Regions from separate parts of the Mus musculus genome. Here all the other regions are linked to region 3. A link is a contact called in public HiChIP or PLAC-seq and promoter capture Hi-C data. All regions are on one chromosome and are shown on one strand. The core of a region is the stretch at or near the end of the contact, and the rest is flanking DNA. Distances in the headings are between cores, read along the strand shown.

The links. Promoter capture Hi-C pulls out the DNA fragments that hold promoters and counts their contacts. HiChIP or PLAC-seq counts read pairs in DNA pulled down with a chosen protein or histone mark.
Region 1: a promoter capture Hi-C map of stem cell-derived epiblast-like cells shows a contact between it and region 3, with 2.6 times the contacts expected there. The contact joins the promoter of Cd3e here to the promoter of Phldb1 in region 3. A contact is called at or near these places in 1 of 39 promoter capture datasets (stem cell-derived epiblast-like cells) and 1 of 115 datasets of contacts at active chromatin or transcription factors (embryonic stem cells).
Region 2: a contact with region 3 is called in a FOXA1 HiChIP or PLAC-seq map of pancreatic cancer cells. The contact joins the promoter of Mpzl2 here to the promoter of Phldb1 in region 3. A contact is called at or near these places in 1 of 484 Hi-C or Micro-C datasets (embryonic stem cells) and 2 of 115 datasets of contacts at active chromatin or transcription factors (pancreatic cancer cells and trophoblast stem cells).
Region 4: a contact with region 3 is called in an H3K4me3 HiChIP or PLAC-seq map of bone marrow-derived macrophages, with 6 times the contacts expected there. The contact joins the enhancer-like site here to the promoter of Phldb1 in region 3. A contact is called at or near these places in 16 of 39 promoter capture datasets (the 3T3-L1 cell line, 3T3-L1-derived adipocytes, the C10 cell line and 9 more), 3 of 15 datasets of contacts at CTCF or cohesin (embryonic stem cells, large pre-B cells and pro-B cells), 19 of 484 Hi-C or Micro-C datasets (B cells, CD4 T cells, CD8 T cells and 12 more), 20 of 115 datasets of contacts at active chromatin or transcription factors (the 230-238 cell line, astrocytes, bone marrow-derived macrophages and 13 more) and 5 of 9 other capture datasets (adipose tissue, embryonic stem cells, liver and 2 more).

Annotation. Positions count from the first base shown.
Region 1 is chr9:45,007,515-45,011,201 of GRCm38.p6, forward strand. It overlaps Cd3e (CD3 antigen, epsilon polypeptide), which reads right to left and starts at 2,097. Exons shown (of 8, transcript NM_007648.5): 1 at 2,052-2,097; 2 at 1,834-1,935. The coding sequence starts at 1,882.
Region 2 is chr9:45,040,819-45,044,355 of GRCm38.p6, forward strand. Mpzl2 (myelin protein zero-like 2) reads left to right here and starts at 1,526. Exons shown (of 6, transcript NM_007962.4): 1 at 1,526-1,976; 2 at 2,882-3,048; 3 at 3,335-3,537. The coding sequence starts at 1,919.
Region 3 is chr9:44,733,160-44,737,016 of GRCm38.p6, forward strand. It overlaps Phldb1 (pleckstrin homology like domain, family B, member 1), which reads right to left and starts at 2,039. Exons shown (of 22, transcript NM_153537.4): 1 at 1,966-2,039. Gm24166 (a small nucleolar RNA gene) reads right to left here and starts at 3,788; the gene lies at 3,654-3,788.
Region 4 is chr9:44,459,549-44,463,591 of GRCm38.p6, forward strand. No RefSeq gene overlaps it. Among named protein-coding and RNA genes, the nearest start is that of Upk2, 6.8 kb to the left of the region's middle. Within about 2 kb of position 2,598, at least 44 of the 459 cell types and tissues checked have an H3K27ac peak or open chromatin away from gene starts, as enhancers often do. A contact at or near this core is called in the HPC-7 cell line, bone marrow-derived macrophages, macrophages and 1 more, where this site is marked.

The sequences.
Region 1 (3,687 bases), core at 847-3,346, 270 kb after region 3:
TTTTGAAAACTGCTCTCTGACTTCAGACGGAAAACAAGCCCTTGGTGGGTGCAGGTGTTAGGATTCTTTCTCATTCTGTCTTTGCTGAGCTCAAAATTTCCACTTGTTTTCTGCTTGAGACAGAGGTGGGGATATTTGAAAGCCTGACGACTAGCAACTAGAGCCTGTGCATCGGACTATCCTGGGTCCCCTCATCAACACTGACTTGGGTCTGTCACAGTGGCCAGTTCCCCTGCACCGCCCGAGCGAGCGTTTTGCTTATGAACAGTCTCAGTGCAGGGTGAGACGTTCTGCATCCCCAGAGCAGACAAAGCACATATCTACAGTGCTTGAGTCTTCAACATTCTCCTTACCTCCCTCCTCCGTCTTTATCTTTCCCTTTATTATGTTTGTTTACATTTATTTAGTGTGTGCCTGTGTGTGCATGTGTGCTTCGGGATTGGGAGGTCAGAGGGCAACCTGTAGGAACGGCTTCTCTCCTTTCACGTGTAGGGCCTGGGGAGGGAATGCAGGTTGTTGTCAACCTTGATGGGAGGCACTTCAGCCACTCAACTATACCATAGACTCTCCTCTTTTCTCTTTTAAGTGATGCTTTCATTATTTGTTTGTTTTTTTGTTTATTTATTTATTTATTTAATTTAAGGGGTAGTACAATTAATGACTGCTTCTTGCAGGAGTCATAGTCTGCCCCGTGAGACTCAAAGTGTGTTCCTTGGACCAGTCCCATATAAATAAACCCAAAGCTTGTTAGAAATACAGGATGTTGAAGGAGTTGCTAGCCCAAGCTTAGAATCCCAGCATTCACAGGGCTAAGGCAGAAGGGCACAGTGTTTAAGACCAGTCAACTTAGACTGTCTCATGAACCTCTGTCTCACAAGCAGCTAGCCAACTCTCTCAGGACCCCCTGTGAAGGTGTGTGCACAGTCAAGTTTGAGAAACCCAAAGTGAAGCAGGAAGTAGAGGCACACAGCTGTGGTTCTGAGAGGGGAGCCAGGCTGTGGCAATTTTCTAGGTCTTTGACATAAAACTCTCATGAGCCATTTGCCTCACAAAGTGCATGCAGCCCTCCTGAGCACAGACCCTGTCGACAGACATCTCTGGCTTCCCAGATCAACTGCCGGAATTGCTGTTTAACAATGAATGATTAGTCAATCGTGCATGACAACTTCATCCATAAGACAGGAGCCGTACCACTTTTCTTCCATGGAAGAAGCAAGAATCAAACTGATTAACCCTTGTTTCTTCATGCGGCACATGCACTTAGCAAAGGGCCGTGTGTGTGTGTGTGTGTGTGTGTGTGTGTGTGTGTGTGTGTGTGTGCTTGCGCGCGCGCGCACGAGCACGAGCATGCATGTTGTTTATGTGCTCTCAATTATTTACCAATTCTATCCTACCTTACTTCCCCAAAAGGATGAACTAGTAGGAATCTCTTGGCCACTTCCAAAAGACTGGAAATTACAAAGTGTCTCAAAGATACTAAGCTGGGATGAACCTGAGTCTAACCCTCCCGTCTCCCCCAAACCAAGAGAGGCACTATCTCTGCTCATTCCTTGTGTTAGTTCTTAGCATTGCTAAGTTTACAGTCAGATGGGCTTATTTTCCACGACAGACAGAACTCTTCTCTCAGTTGATGAGATCAACCCAACTGATTTCCTTTGCATGTCTCCTGAACTGTCTCCCCGCACCTGAGTCCCCAGCCCTTGTCCCCACTTCCTAACGGTATCGCCAACAGTTCCTTGAATCTTCTAGCCACTGAGGCACCAGCTGCACTGGGCAAGACTGTGAACCTTGCAATGGCCTGGGAAAGCACCGCCCTTTCATTCCCCTACTCACCAGCTAGGAGGCTGAGGCACAGGATGCCCCAGAAAGTGTTCCACCGCATCCTCTCAGAATGCTCTCTCTACCAAGATGGCGGACGCAGCCAGCTCATTACTTCTGAAAAAGAAACAGATGAGGTTTTCAACACAGTGGCTGCATGCAAAGACCCTGGATCATTGGTTGCCATAGTAGGATGAAGGAGAGTGGGGGGCACTTCACAAGGAGAGACTTACCATTTCTGAAGAAGGCACCAGACGCAGACAGGGGAGGCAGGTGTCTGAACCCCACACAGGAAGTGTAGAGGGGACTCAGGGCCCGCCTGCTCCACGTCACTTGGAAATGTTTGAGGCAGAAGCCTCCGCCTTGGTTAACTGAGGAAATCCGCGCCTCACAGCCTTCCCATAAGGATGAACAAGGGGGGCTCTAGCAAGCCCCCGAGAGTGCTGTGAAAAACACCTACTTGTGCCCTGTGCAAAGCACCTCCACACTGAGGGAGCCTTCCTTATGCATAACCCCTCCAGCGGAGGCAGGAAGACGTTGAAGCACTCAGTATCTGCCTTCTGTTATGGTGCCCTTGGGTCTGAGCAGCAGGATGGAGTGGAGCCGTCTCATTAATAATCTTCGAGGGGCTTGCTTTTCTTTTCTTTCTTTCTTTGAGACAGGATTTTTAGCATGTAGCCGTCCTGGCCTTTGATTGCACATGCTGGGCAGTTGCTGGACAATGAGAGAGTCACATAGCTCCTGTCTTTGTACTGACACTATGCTAGGGGCTTTACTCATGCACCCACTAGGGTAGCTTTTAGCATTATTATTTAAAATCTAGCATAAGTACTTCCTGAGTTATAAGCAACAATCTTTTTCTTTGTAAAAAACGCTTATTGACTTAGCTCTTTGATAATTTCATACAATTGTAACACACTTTCTGATGATTAATCTCCCTTTCTCGACAAGTCTTTTATTAAAAAGTTTTACGAAAAAAAAGTTTTACGTTATTTATTTACCTATTTATTATATGTGTATATGTGTGGGCATAGACTTGCCACAGCATGTGTGGAAGTCGAGGGTAGCTTGAGGGATTCTCTCTAACATGTGAGTCCCAGGTTTCAATTCAGGTCTTTAGGTTTTTAACCACAAACAACTTTATCTGTTGAGGTATCTCTCTGGCTCCGCTTCTTGATATATCTACTGGGTTTAACGAGAGTTAGCTGTGTGACAGTGGATTTGGAACTAACTACTGAAGGAGCCTGAAGAGCTCCTCAGTGGGTACAGGACTGAAGAAAACGGCTGCCTTTCTTTCTGAATCCATCTATAACCTATAGTTCAGTAGAAAGGCTTAGAGCCCCAGAAGTCCCGCCCCAATGCATGATTGACTGTTGATAAGCCCAGTTGCATGTGGATCCACTGCTGGCTGCCACAGCTACTAGAAGGCAGTGCTTCACAGCCCTTCTCCCTAGTTTCTACTCTTACATTCTTTTTGCCCACCCACATCTCCAGATAAGGGATAGTATCAGACTCAGTGCCCAGAGGGACCTCCCTCTTCTCAGATGGGAAGGGGAAGGAGGGGTGGGGGGAGCGGCTATCTGAGGGGCGGGGACTTGGAGGGGGGGCTTGGAGGAGGGGGGCTGAGATTGGGATGTAAAATGAGTAAATAAATTAATTAATGGAAATTACAAAATCTTTTCATGTATGTATGGAGTTTGAGTGTGCAGACGTGTGAGGTGCTTGTGGAGGCCAGAGATGGATACTAAGCGCTCTTTCTCGATCCCCCTTTCTACCTTAGTTTGGAGTCTGAGTCCCCTTTCCGCCTTGTTTTTGAGTTGGGGTTTGCTTTCTGCCTTGCTGTCTCACTCTCTGGCGCTCTCTCCCCTT
Region 2 (3,537 bases), core at 276-2,775, 310 kb after region 3:
TCAGTAATTTACCCCTCTTTGGGTGGAATGCTTTTATTTTATCGCCTGCTCGATAGGACCCAGGGTCCTGGGTACTCACTTTGTCCTTGAGCTGCTAGACCCCTAGCCTGACGTTTCTTTATTTTTCTACCCAGTCTGGCCCTTGCTTCCCTCCTAGCAGCACCCTTTTTACCGGGGTTCAGATAGAAGACTGTGGTACGGATCACGGAATAGTTTCTAGATAGCTAATCCAGGGATAAGGGCGATTCAATTGTATTCAGTGTCCCATCCCCCATCTAGCTTACTTCTTTAAAAATTTAAATTACATTTTAACTAGTCTTTCCCTCCCTCTCCCCTCCCCCACCCCGTGTCTCTGTCTCTCTGTTGCATGTGTGCATGTGCACCATAGCGCGCGCGCGCGCGTGTGTGTGTATGTGTGTGTGTGTGTGTGTGTGTGTGTGTGTGTGTGTGTGTAGGTCAAAAGGCAGTTTTCAGGGTTTGATTCTCTCCTTCTACCACGTGGGTTCCTTAGACCGGACTCAGGTGGCCAGGCTCCTTGGCTTGGTGCCAATACTTATGTCGTAGCCTCCACCCACTTTTTAACTGCATTCGGTCTTGGTTGCCTCTGTTTGCCAGCTTGCTGTTGTGCCTCTTACCAGATGAAGCCCTTTATCTCCGCGTTTCAGGCCTCTCAGATAGGTGGCTGTCCTCAAAATGGCAGTTGAAATCTGGGGCACAGGAAAGGTTTTCTTTTCCTTGAGAGTTCACTGATCACCCCTATCAGGCTTTTGGTTTGTGGGCAGGGAACTCACGCAAGTCAGGAAGCTTCCCATGGGGCTGTGGGTGTAGCTCCGTGCCAGAACACTTGCTTAGTAAGTACAAGGTCATGAGTTTAGTCCTGAGTATTGCCAAAGCTGGGCAGTGACTCCCCAACTTCAAGGTCCAGCCTGGGCTACATGGTGAGACAGTCTCAAACAATAACATAGAACACACAAAGATTATGGGCAATTGCTTCCCTCCTGAGCGTTTTTTTTTTTTTTCCTTCCAGTACAGGGTTTCTCTCTGTAGCCCTGGCTGTCCTGGAACTCACTCTGTAGACCAGGCTGGCCTCGAACTCAGAAAGAACTCAGAAATTCGCCTGCCTCTGCTTCCCAAGTGCTGGGAGTAAAGGTGTGCGCCGCCACCGCCAGGCTCTAAGAGGTTACTCTTTACGCTGTTAAAATGGTATTCCTTTCCATAGGATTGTGGAGAGAAAAGGATGCCCAGAAAAGTCCTTTGCAAACTGCCCTAAGCTGGGAGAAAGGAGCAGGGGAGTTGCTCTGAGCTGAGAAAGGAACCAGCATTGAGACTTGGTTTCTTTCTGCTGAGTCTCAGGAGAGCCTGTTCACACCAGAGGGTCTCAAGGAATTCCCAGAACTGATGGGTGCGGTGAGTCAGGCCCTAGGCTGATTCCAAGGACAGGAATCACTGCAAAACTTTCAATGTTCACTTCCTAGGCAAGACTAAAGTCTGTTTTAAAAGGGTGTGTGTGGGCCAAGTTCAGAGCAGTCTGGGACATTTCAAACTGGCACCACCTCCTCTGGCTGCTTGTGAGGCCATCCGGAGGCCAGGGCTCGGTCAGATGAACGGAAAAGTAAAGAGAGGACCGCAGAGTCTGAGACCTTTGCGCAGAGGGCTGGAGTGTGGAGAGGGGCGGGAGGGAGAATCAGGAGGAGGGCGCTGGGTGCGGAGGCCCCACCTTTCATTCCAGAGCTGTACCGGCCGGGGCGGGATGAGTCACGACTGGTTGGCTCCGCTGTGCGCCTTCCCATAGGTGAGGGACTCGGACCTCTCCGTGGGTAAACTGTGCCGCCTGCTCGTCCTAGCCTTGGCCTTGGTTGGGTGCTGGAGTCCTGGGTCTGCCGGGTTTGGCCTCTGGGGCCACGACTGGCTTTCCCTGATGTATGGCAAGAGCCCCGCGCTTGTGCTTCCACTTCTCCTGAGTTTACAGCTCACAGGTAAGAACTGGCGGGCTTCTAGGATTTTCTACCATTGCCGCCCATTCTGTAAAGACAGAGCTCATGGCTTGAAGAAATCTCAAGGGCTCCGTTGGGAGATCGTGCCCCAACTGCAATTCGTTCTAGTCCAGACTTCGCCGAAACTTCAGTTCGGTGGGTTGCTTTGGGGCAGTACTTTGGGCAAACAGGTTTAGGTGTGTTTGGCCGCCCGTGATTGAGGCACACAGAGGGCTTTCTGATCTCAGGTTACACACCATCTTTGTGTGGCTGCTCTCAACCTCGGGCTGCTGGCTAGATTTGGCCCTTGGATTTCCGTGGGAGGATTTTGTCTGCGACTCCCTGCAGCACCAGAGAGCAAACCTGGATTGTCAGAGCGAGAGTCCCGCTGTGGTTTTGAAGCTGTCCCAACCAATGCACGTACCAGACTTGTAAATAAGCCACGTGGTGTAAGGCTTCCAGGGGTGCAGGCAAGCGCAACTGCTGGGGTGGATTGACCTGCAGGCTAGCAGCAGCCCCAAGTCTACATGTAGGAAAACTTCCCTGCTTGGAGACTTCTTTTTTCCACAAAACAAAACAAAACAAAAAAACATACTGTGTTGCTTGATCGTAATACGCCACGTCTGACCAACGTTTGGATTTTTGTTTCTTCTTTCCATCTCCTTTGCTGATGTTTGTAGTTTCTGGTTATAGTTCTGAAATTGGTGCGGTAAGGCTGTGAAGAAAGTGAGAACACCAGGTAGTTTTACCTCTAATTGGCCCTCGGGATGGGAGGGTCAAAGCTGTGTGCAGGCAGGAGTATGTAGACTCCTGGTGAAGTGAATTTGAAGGTTGGCTTACTTGGAAAGTGTCAGCGTTTTTTTCTCAATGATACACCACTGTTAACCTCTTCCTTCCCTCCATTGCAGCCCTTTGTCCTACAGAAGCTGTGGAAATTTACACCTCCGGGGCCCTGGAGGCAGTCAACGGGACAGATGTTCGGTTAAAATGCACTTTCTCCAGCTTTGCCCCTGTGGGAGATGCGCTAACTGTGACGTGGAATTTCCGACCTCGAGATGGGGGTCGTGAGCAGTTTGTAAGTAGATTCTTGTCACCTTCCAGAGGACTCTTGACAAGAATGCATTGTGGCAATCCTTCCCCCCCGCCCCCCATCTTTCCCATGTTCGGCGCATGCGTGGGGTTAAGTGGGGACCCAGTTCTTGGGACAGAGAGTAACAGGTCTAAGAAAAGGGAAGCCAGAGAATATTCCAAGGAGCTGGATCATTGGTTAGACCTAATGATGCTTCTCTTCCCACCCCCCGCCCCCATCTCGGCCTCCTGCCCGGGATAGAGAAGGAAAGATGATCCGTTCTCCTCTGTAGGTATTCTACTACCACATGGACCCCTTCAGGCCCATGAGCGGACGGTTCAAAGACCGGGTGGTCTGGGACGGAAACCCCGAGCGATATGACGTCTCCATCTTGCTCTGGAAGCTGCAGTTTGACGACAATGGGACATACACCTGCCAGGTGAAGAATCCACCTGATGTTGATGGTCTGGTTGGGACGATCCGGCTCAGCGTTGT
Region 3 (3,857 bases), core at 789-3,288:
AATTAGAAATAAAAATAGGCAGAGAGAAAGGGGGGTTTGTAGAAAGGACGAGGTGCAGGGATAATAGAGTGTGAAGTCAGGAGAAAATACTGAAAGCTGGTGAGGAGAGCCTGGGTGTGGTGGTACATGCCTGTAAACCTAATTCCCTGTACTCCGGATGTGGCGACAGGATATCAGACACTCAAGGCCAGCCTCGGCCTGAGCTTCATGAGACCTTGTCTCAAAAAATAACAGCAGTTTTGGGGATGAGATAGTGAACTAGGAAAATAGACTGTAGGGAAGGCCAGGGAACCCTAAGAAGCATGAGTGGTGGTGATGGGGAGGGAGGGGGCAGACTTAGCATACATTCCCCAAATAGGAGAGGATAAACCAGGCGCTTCAGAGCACCTTGGAGCGGGGAACGGAACCGGAGGGCAGCTAGGAAAAGAGGAATCCCCAGCAGCGGGAGAACAGAGTCTTGCACAGTCTGGGGACAGAGTAGACAGAGCTGGGAAGAGTAGTTGGGGTGGAGGAGTATTGGGGAGCGACGCTGGAAAGGTGCACTTCTCGGAAACCCGCAGGGTTCGTGGATCTCCCCACAGCAGAGGCTCGGCCCTCCCCAGGCCACCGGGTGGGACAAGGCAGCAGTGTTGGGTCGCCTGCTGCGGCAGCCCCGCCCGTCCGGCCCCGGGGACAAGCGGCCTTTCTTCAGCAGGGCAGAGAGAGAAAAAGTCGCTTGTTTGCACAGCAGGGAAAGGGGGCGGCCTCGCAGCTGCAGGAAGGGGGCTGGCATGTGGAGGGAGGTGCGTGCGTGCGGGGAGGTTGCGTGAGTGGAGCAGTCTTCCCGGGCGACCCTTCCCAGCGCGTGGAGTGCGTGGTGTGAAGCGGACTAAGTGTGTGAAGTCGAGGCCCATGTGAGGATTCACGTGTGCACCCGTGGGGTGACACTGGACTGTCGGTGTGACGTGTCTTGCGGGTGCGCGGAGGTGAGGCGTGGGATGCTGTGCGTGGGAGCTGTGCGGACGCCCGTGTTAGTGGCCAGTTCTGTTTGTGTGACCGCTGTGGAGTGAGCCCGAAGTGCGATGAGTCAGTCTCCGGGAGCCTCCGGGACCGCTGAGCTAACGGGCCCAGAATGCAGCCCCACCCCGGCTCACTGGGTCCCCCGCCGGGCCGCGCAGTCGCGAGCCAAATCCCCGCTGCGCTGGCCTGGGCGGAAGCGTCCGCGGCGCCAGGGCAACCCCGCGCCCCACGACCCCACCCAGCCGCCTACCCTCGCTTCCCCATCCCGGGGGAGTCCGATGACGGCGCTCGACCTCGGCTGGGGAACTCCGCGCTGTTTTTGGATCCAGACCGCGGAGGCGGAGCGGGAGCCAACGGCTCAGTCATCCCAGGTCGCCGGGGACCCTCATAGATAACGGGGGTCCTGGAAAAGTGCCCAGGAGACCCTAGACATGGAAACCCCAGGATCCCTCCCTGACTCCCTCCCACGCCTCAGAGTTGAACTCCACATCTTTTTGAGTCCATCCAGGCAGCTGGAACGAGGACAAGAGCGGAGACGCCTAGGGGATCCCCCTTCCTGTGGTCCTGCTGATGTGGAGAGGAACCATGTGCGATGCTGTAGACAAGGTCCCGCGCGCGTACCCAACCCGAGACTGCAAGTGTGGGATACTGGCCATCGGGGTGCCCACAGGAGGATCTAGATCCCGCAAGACTTGGGGGGGGGGAATTCCTCCACTTAATACCAGGGCCCCCTCTGGCGGTGGCGCTGGCAACGACTCAGGAGGGCAAGAGCAAGCAGTTCGCCGAGGGCGGCCCACAAAGCCCCTTCCGCCAACGCACTCACCTGGCATGGCCCCCTTTTTCCGCACCTTTCTACCCAGTTCGCTGGGCCAGACTGGTCTCGTCTGGTCCCGGGGACTTTCCCTTCTGTAGACTCAGCCAGACGGCGAATGGAACCCCGAGGCATAGTGGGAGGGGCACGCTTACCTTGTGGGGAGTTGGGGGGACACCGGCCCCTTTGCCCAAGTGGGCCGCGGCGGCCTCAGGCTGGCGAAGACTCTGTTGCTTTTCCCCTGGAGCCAGCTGAGTAGGAGGAGAGGGAGACTGTCCCGCCCCGCTTCCCTGAGTCCCCGCCCCCATCCCGTCCTGTCCGCCTGGCCAGCTAGAGAAGACGCCCTTGTGGTGCTGGAGCCCAAGGCCCCCACCCAGCTTTTCCCACAGCAGCACCTCCCCCGCTTGCACAGCGCCCGCTTTGTTCATCTGTACAGCTGGGCTTTCCACCACCACCACCAGGGCCACCACCGTGCAAACTCTCCTCTCACCCTCCCCTTCCGACCCTCCTAGACCACCCTCCACTCTGGGCCTCGAAGCACTTCTTTATTTACCTCCGCCTACCCAAGATGCCTGAATCGTCCCCTGACTCCCCATGAGTCCTAGCGCAGCCCTACCACAGATGCTCAATTTCCTTTCAGAACATCAACTGAGGGCACCCAGGTCAGCCCCTACCCTTTGCTGTTCCAAGCCCCACCATAGAGAGTTGTCGATTTAATAATTGCACACCATGCTTCAGAAATGAACGTGAAGGCAAGGTCCGTTGAAAGTGTGCTGTAAGCCAAATGATGGTGGTCTTTTTCCCAGCACTCGGGAGGCAGAGGCAGGTGGATCTCTGTGAGTTCGAGACCAGACTGGTCTCAGAATGAGTTCAAGGACAGCCAGGGCTACACAAGAGAAACCCTGTCTCAAAAAACAAAAACAAACAAAAAAGTGTGGTGCAAACCACAGGACCCAGGAAAGCTGAATGGAGCCGGCCTTTTTGCCTCTGTCCATTCACCTCCACTAAAGAATTGTTGGGTTGCAGCTGGAGCTGGAGGCAGGGTAGAAAGACACCAGGTTGGCTGAAGAGTGGGAGTTTGAGGAAGAAAAGAGGGAGGGGGGCAGTCTATAAGCCCAGCCTGGCGAAGTCATTCAGCAGTCCAACCCGCACCCCGAAATCCAAGCTGACAGTGTAGCCGCACCTTGCAAAGCCTGCTCTTGCCCCAGGAGACGGCTGGGAGGCCTCATGGGAGCTGAACTCAGACTAGACTGGGCCTCTTTAACCTGCACTAAAGGATTGGCAGAGGCTTTTCCTCAGTGAAGGAACAAGCAGGAAGCCCCCAAGTCTGGCTTAAGGTCCAGATGGGATGGGTTGGAGAAAATTTAAAATGAAAGTCCTCTTTGGAATGGACAAACCCAGTTCTGTTCCAGTGGCTTTTGTTCTGTGTTCTCTCTCTCTCTCTCTCTCTCTCTCTCTCTCTCTCTCTCTCAGGAATGGCAGGAGACTGAACTGCAGGAATTTGGTCACTCATTGACAGAACTAGCATTAGTAGGGGGCATCCACAGCTGGCGATTAAACCTGAGACTGTGGAGCAATGAACAAGAGGGAGGAGGAGAAGGAGTCCTACCTGCCACCTCCTCTAGCTAACAGAGGTGACAAGTGCACTGTGGTCACCAGAAAGTCCCAAGATATAAGCAGCTTCTTTTTACCTCTCTTCGTATCATTTGAGGCTCAAGGAACAATTTCAGCTCTGGCCAACCTTCCTGAGGCATATGTCAATCACAACAGTATTTTTCATGCTGCTCTAGTGTGTTGTTGTTGGTGGTGGTTTTTTGGTTTTTTTTTTTTTCTTTTTTCTTCCAGATGTTTCTTTCTAATGAATTGACCATAAGACTTACAATTTCTGCAATGGCCAACAGACCACAGAAAGATATTTCTTTAGGCTCCTGCTTGAAACCAACAGCTTCAGTAAACTGCAGCCTTGATTCAGGGCCATTTTGTTTTTGTTTTTGGTTTTTTGAACAAAAAGAGAAAGCAAAACAAAATCATCTTGTTGCAAATTTAG
Region 4 (4,043 bases), core at 1,348-3,847, 270 kb before region 3:
TTTGCATTGGCCCTCAGTGCAGATGAGGAATGAGGGTGCAGAAGTGATCCATGCCATCCCCGAGGTCACAGAGCAAACAGAGAATGCAGTACCCTAAACAACTCAACGTTTGCATTTCTAGCTTTGTCAGTGATAGAGAGATGTTTAGGTTAGAAAAGCTTGCCCAAGGGTGAGTAGCCATAGGCTACCAGGCATCCAGAAGAGCTTGTCTGATTCTTTCACTTATTAAACATTGGTAGAGAAATCCCTCACAGCGGGCACCATGATGGGTATTGAGATACTGAAAAATGAGAATCGACCCCTGCTTTCAGCTGGTCTGTCTGGACTAGGTAGAGGACCATAGCCTAGAAAGAGGGGACTTTGTCATTGAGCATGGTGATGCAAGTCTTTTTTTTTTTTTTTTTTTTGAGACAGGGTTTCTCTGTGTAGCCCTGGCTGTCCTGGAACTCACTCTGTAGACCAGGCTGGCCTAGAACTCAGAAATCCGCCTGCCTCTGCCTCCCAAGTGCTGGGATTAAAGGCATGGCCACCACCCGGCACAGCATGCAAATCTTTATTCCCCAGAAGTCGGGAGGCAGAGGCAGATCTGCAGAGTGAGTTTCAGGACAGCCAGGGATACACAGAGAAACCCTGTCTCAAAGAGAGAGAGAGAGAGAGAGAGAGAGAGAGAGAGAGAGAGAGAGAGAGAGAAGTGGGGGGGGGGGGAAGAAAGCATCTGCATTCAGAAAGGCTGAGGGACTTGAATTATTCTCACACTTAGAAACTGCATACCAAACTTCTTCCTCAAGAGGAAGGTTCAGTGGTGGGGCCTGGCAGGAGCTGCAGCTGCTCTGGGCCACTGGTGACTTACTGCCTTTGCCAAGGGTTTTAAGTTTTGCCTTTGAGATTCTTCCCCAGAGTTCTGGAGGGACCATTCTGGCATGGATCCCTCTGGCAGTGAGGAGGACAGACTGGCATGTGGTCAGAGATGAGGTGAGGAGACCGAGGAGCAGAACTACCCAAGAGAAAAGAAAAGCAAGTGTGGCCAGGCCGTGGCCACCAGAATAGAAAGGAGCAGGCTGTAGTGGTGCCCCTGACAGTGATGACCACTGAGCAGTGTAAGAGGGGGAGAACAAATGATCTCCAGGTTTATGGTTTAGATCAGGCTCCAATGGCCGGGTGGAGGACGAATGCTCCCTGTGGAGCCTTTAAATCGGAGGTGTCATGATTACAGGCTTCCTCCACGATGACCCATAATAATCCCTGCTTCCTATTTCCTCAAATTTGTGACTGTGTGGAACCCCTTCCCGTTGGTCTGCTGGCATGTACCTGCAGTTCTAACTACTTGAGAAGCTGAGGCAGAAGGATTGCTTGAGCCAGGAGTTGGAGGCCAGCAGCATTGGGAGGTTAAAGGCAGGATGATCAGAAGTTTGAAGTCATCCTGGTCTACACGAGAGACCTTGTCTCAAAAACAAAAGACATGAGAGCAGGTATGAGGGAGGCATGGAAAGAAATAGAACTCAGATGCCAGGCAGTGGTGGCGCACGCCTTTAGTCCCAGCACTTGGGAGGCAGAGGCAGGTGGATTTCTAAGTTCCAGGCCAGTCTTGTCTACAAAGTGGGTTCCAGGACAGCCAGGGCTATACAGAGAAACCCGGTCTCAAAACAAACAAACAAGAAAGAAAAGAAAAAAAAGAAAGAAAAGACAAGACAAGACACCTATAATCTCAGTATTCAAGAGACTTTGGCAGGAGGATTTATAGATCAGTGCCAGCCTGAACTATAGCGGCTCTAGGGTCAGCTTAGGGCATGTCTTAGTCAGGGTTTCTATTGCTGCAACAAAACACTATGACCAAAAATCAAATTGGAGAGAAAAGGATTTATTCAGAGTACACTTCCACATTGCTGTTCATCACTAAAGGAAGTCAGGCCAGGAACGTAAACAGGGCAGGAACCTGGAGGCAGGAGCTAATGCAGAGGCCACGGAGGAGTGCTACTTACTGGCTTGCTCCATGTGGCTTGCTCACCTTGCTATCTTATAGAACCCAGGACCACCAGCCCAGGGATGGCACCAACCACCTGATCACTAATTGAGAAAATGCCTTACAGCTGGATCTCTTGGAGGCATTTCCTCAACTGAAGCTCCTTCCTCTCTGATGACTCTAGCTTGTTTCAAGTTGCTACACAGAACCAGACAGTAAAGGATATAAGATGGACATCTGTCTCAGAAGCCCCTTTTCCCCAAAGGCAGTAAGCAATGACTCATAGGATCAGATGTTCCTCCTTGCTTACTCTAAAGGAGACAGAAGCAATTCCATGGTGAGGTGAGGCCTCCACAGCAAGGAACTAAAGCTTCAGGCAATAGTGTGTGACACAGAAGGCATGGCGCTAAGTCTAAGTCTTCCAGCACCAAGAAAACCATCAAATGACCGCATCTCGCCTGTCAGCACATCTTCTTGAGACAACACTCCCCCACCCCTTCTTACACACACAACAGGTCTTGCTCAAATGCCTGACTCTCAGAACGATGTTTGCACTTACAAGTTTCTACACTAGTGGTAGCTTCCCCAACAGGGAAATAGTCAAGAGGCCATTATAATGGGGCACGTGACTCATTGGCACAGACAGGCATGTGACAGGGTTCCCCTTTTAACAGTGGAAGGAGGCTCTTTCAGAGTGTAGAAGGGAAGAAGACATCCACAAACATCCTGGCTGGTACCACAGGGCTTCTCCTTCACCTCCGGAGAGCAGCTTCCTGCAGAAACCAGAGCTGGGAGGTGAGGTGCTAGGGTCAGAACAGGGTAGGCAGCTCTTTGAAGAGAGCAACTGATGGGACCTAGGTTTGGTTCCCAGTATCCATGTAGTGGGTACAACTGTATAACTCCAGTTCCAGGGGATCCAATACCCTCCTTGGACTTCCAAGGTTACCAAACACACACACACACACACACACACACACACACACACACACACACACACGGTACACAGATATACATGCATGAAAAACCCTCATATAGAGAGAGAATAAAAATAAAGCCTTACGGTGGCACACACATTTAATCCCAGCACTCAAGAGACAGAGGACTGAGGATCTCTGTAGGTTCCAGGTCAGCCAGGGCTACACTGAGAAACCTGGCATGTGTGCTACATCACAAGGTGGAACTAACTTGTGTGTTGGCTTTCTCCTTCCTCTGTGGGTCCTGGGGACCAATTTCAGGTCATCCCTTTTTGGGGTAAGCCCTACCAGCCCTGCTAGTGCTAGCTTGCTTCTGGCTCTGGATTTTATCTCTATCTATCTATCTATCTATCTATCTATCTATCTCTTTAGGAAAGCTGATTTGATTTGGTGCCCAGGCTGTTCTTGAGCTCCTGATCTTCAGTCTTCTAAGAAATGTGATTGTAGTGTGTGTTAGCATGGCTGGCTGTGCTTTAATTAATTAATTAATTAGAGACAAGGTCTTCCCTCGGGGCTGGCAGCATAGGTGTGCACTGCCATGCCTAGCTGCTCTTCCTCCTGTCCCCTTCTTCCTTCTTCTCCTTTGAAATGCCAGAGGACTGGGATTATGGCTATGGTGCTGGGGACAGAACCCAGGGTCTCATGCATGATGCCATGATGCTCTACCAACTGATTCACATCATCGGCTCACTCTTGGTTTTCTGAGATAAGATCTCATGAAGCCCAGGCTGGCCTCAAATGCTACATAGGTGGAGATGATCTCGGATTCTTGATCTTCCTGCTCCATCTCCAAGGTGCTAGAGTTGCAGGCTTCTGGTGCTTAGCTTCCTCCCCCCTTCCTTTGTTTTGATTGATTGATTAACTGATTGATTGATTGATTATGTGTGTGTGTGTGTTTGTGTGTGCCTACCTCCTTCTCTCACTCTCTCCTTTCCTTTTTTGTATGTATGTATGTATGTATACGTATGATGTATGTACATATGTATGTACGTATGTGCATATGTATGTATGTATGTATTATATATGTATGTTTGTATTTATTTAGTGTGTGTGTGTATGTGTGTGTGGTGTATAGGTGTATGCAGGCCACAATGTCTGTGGGGATCAGA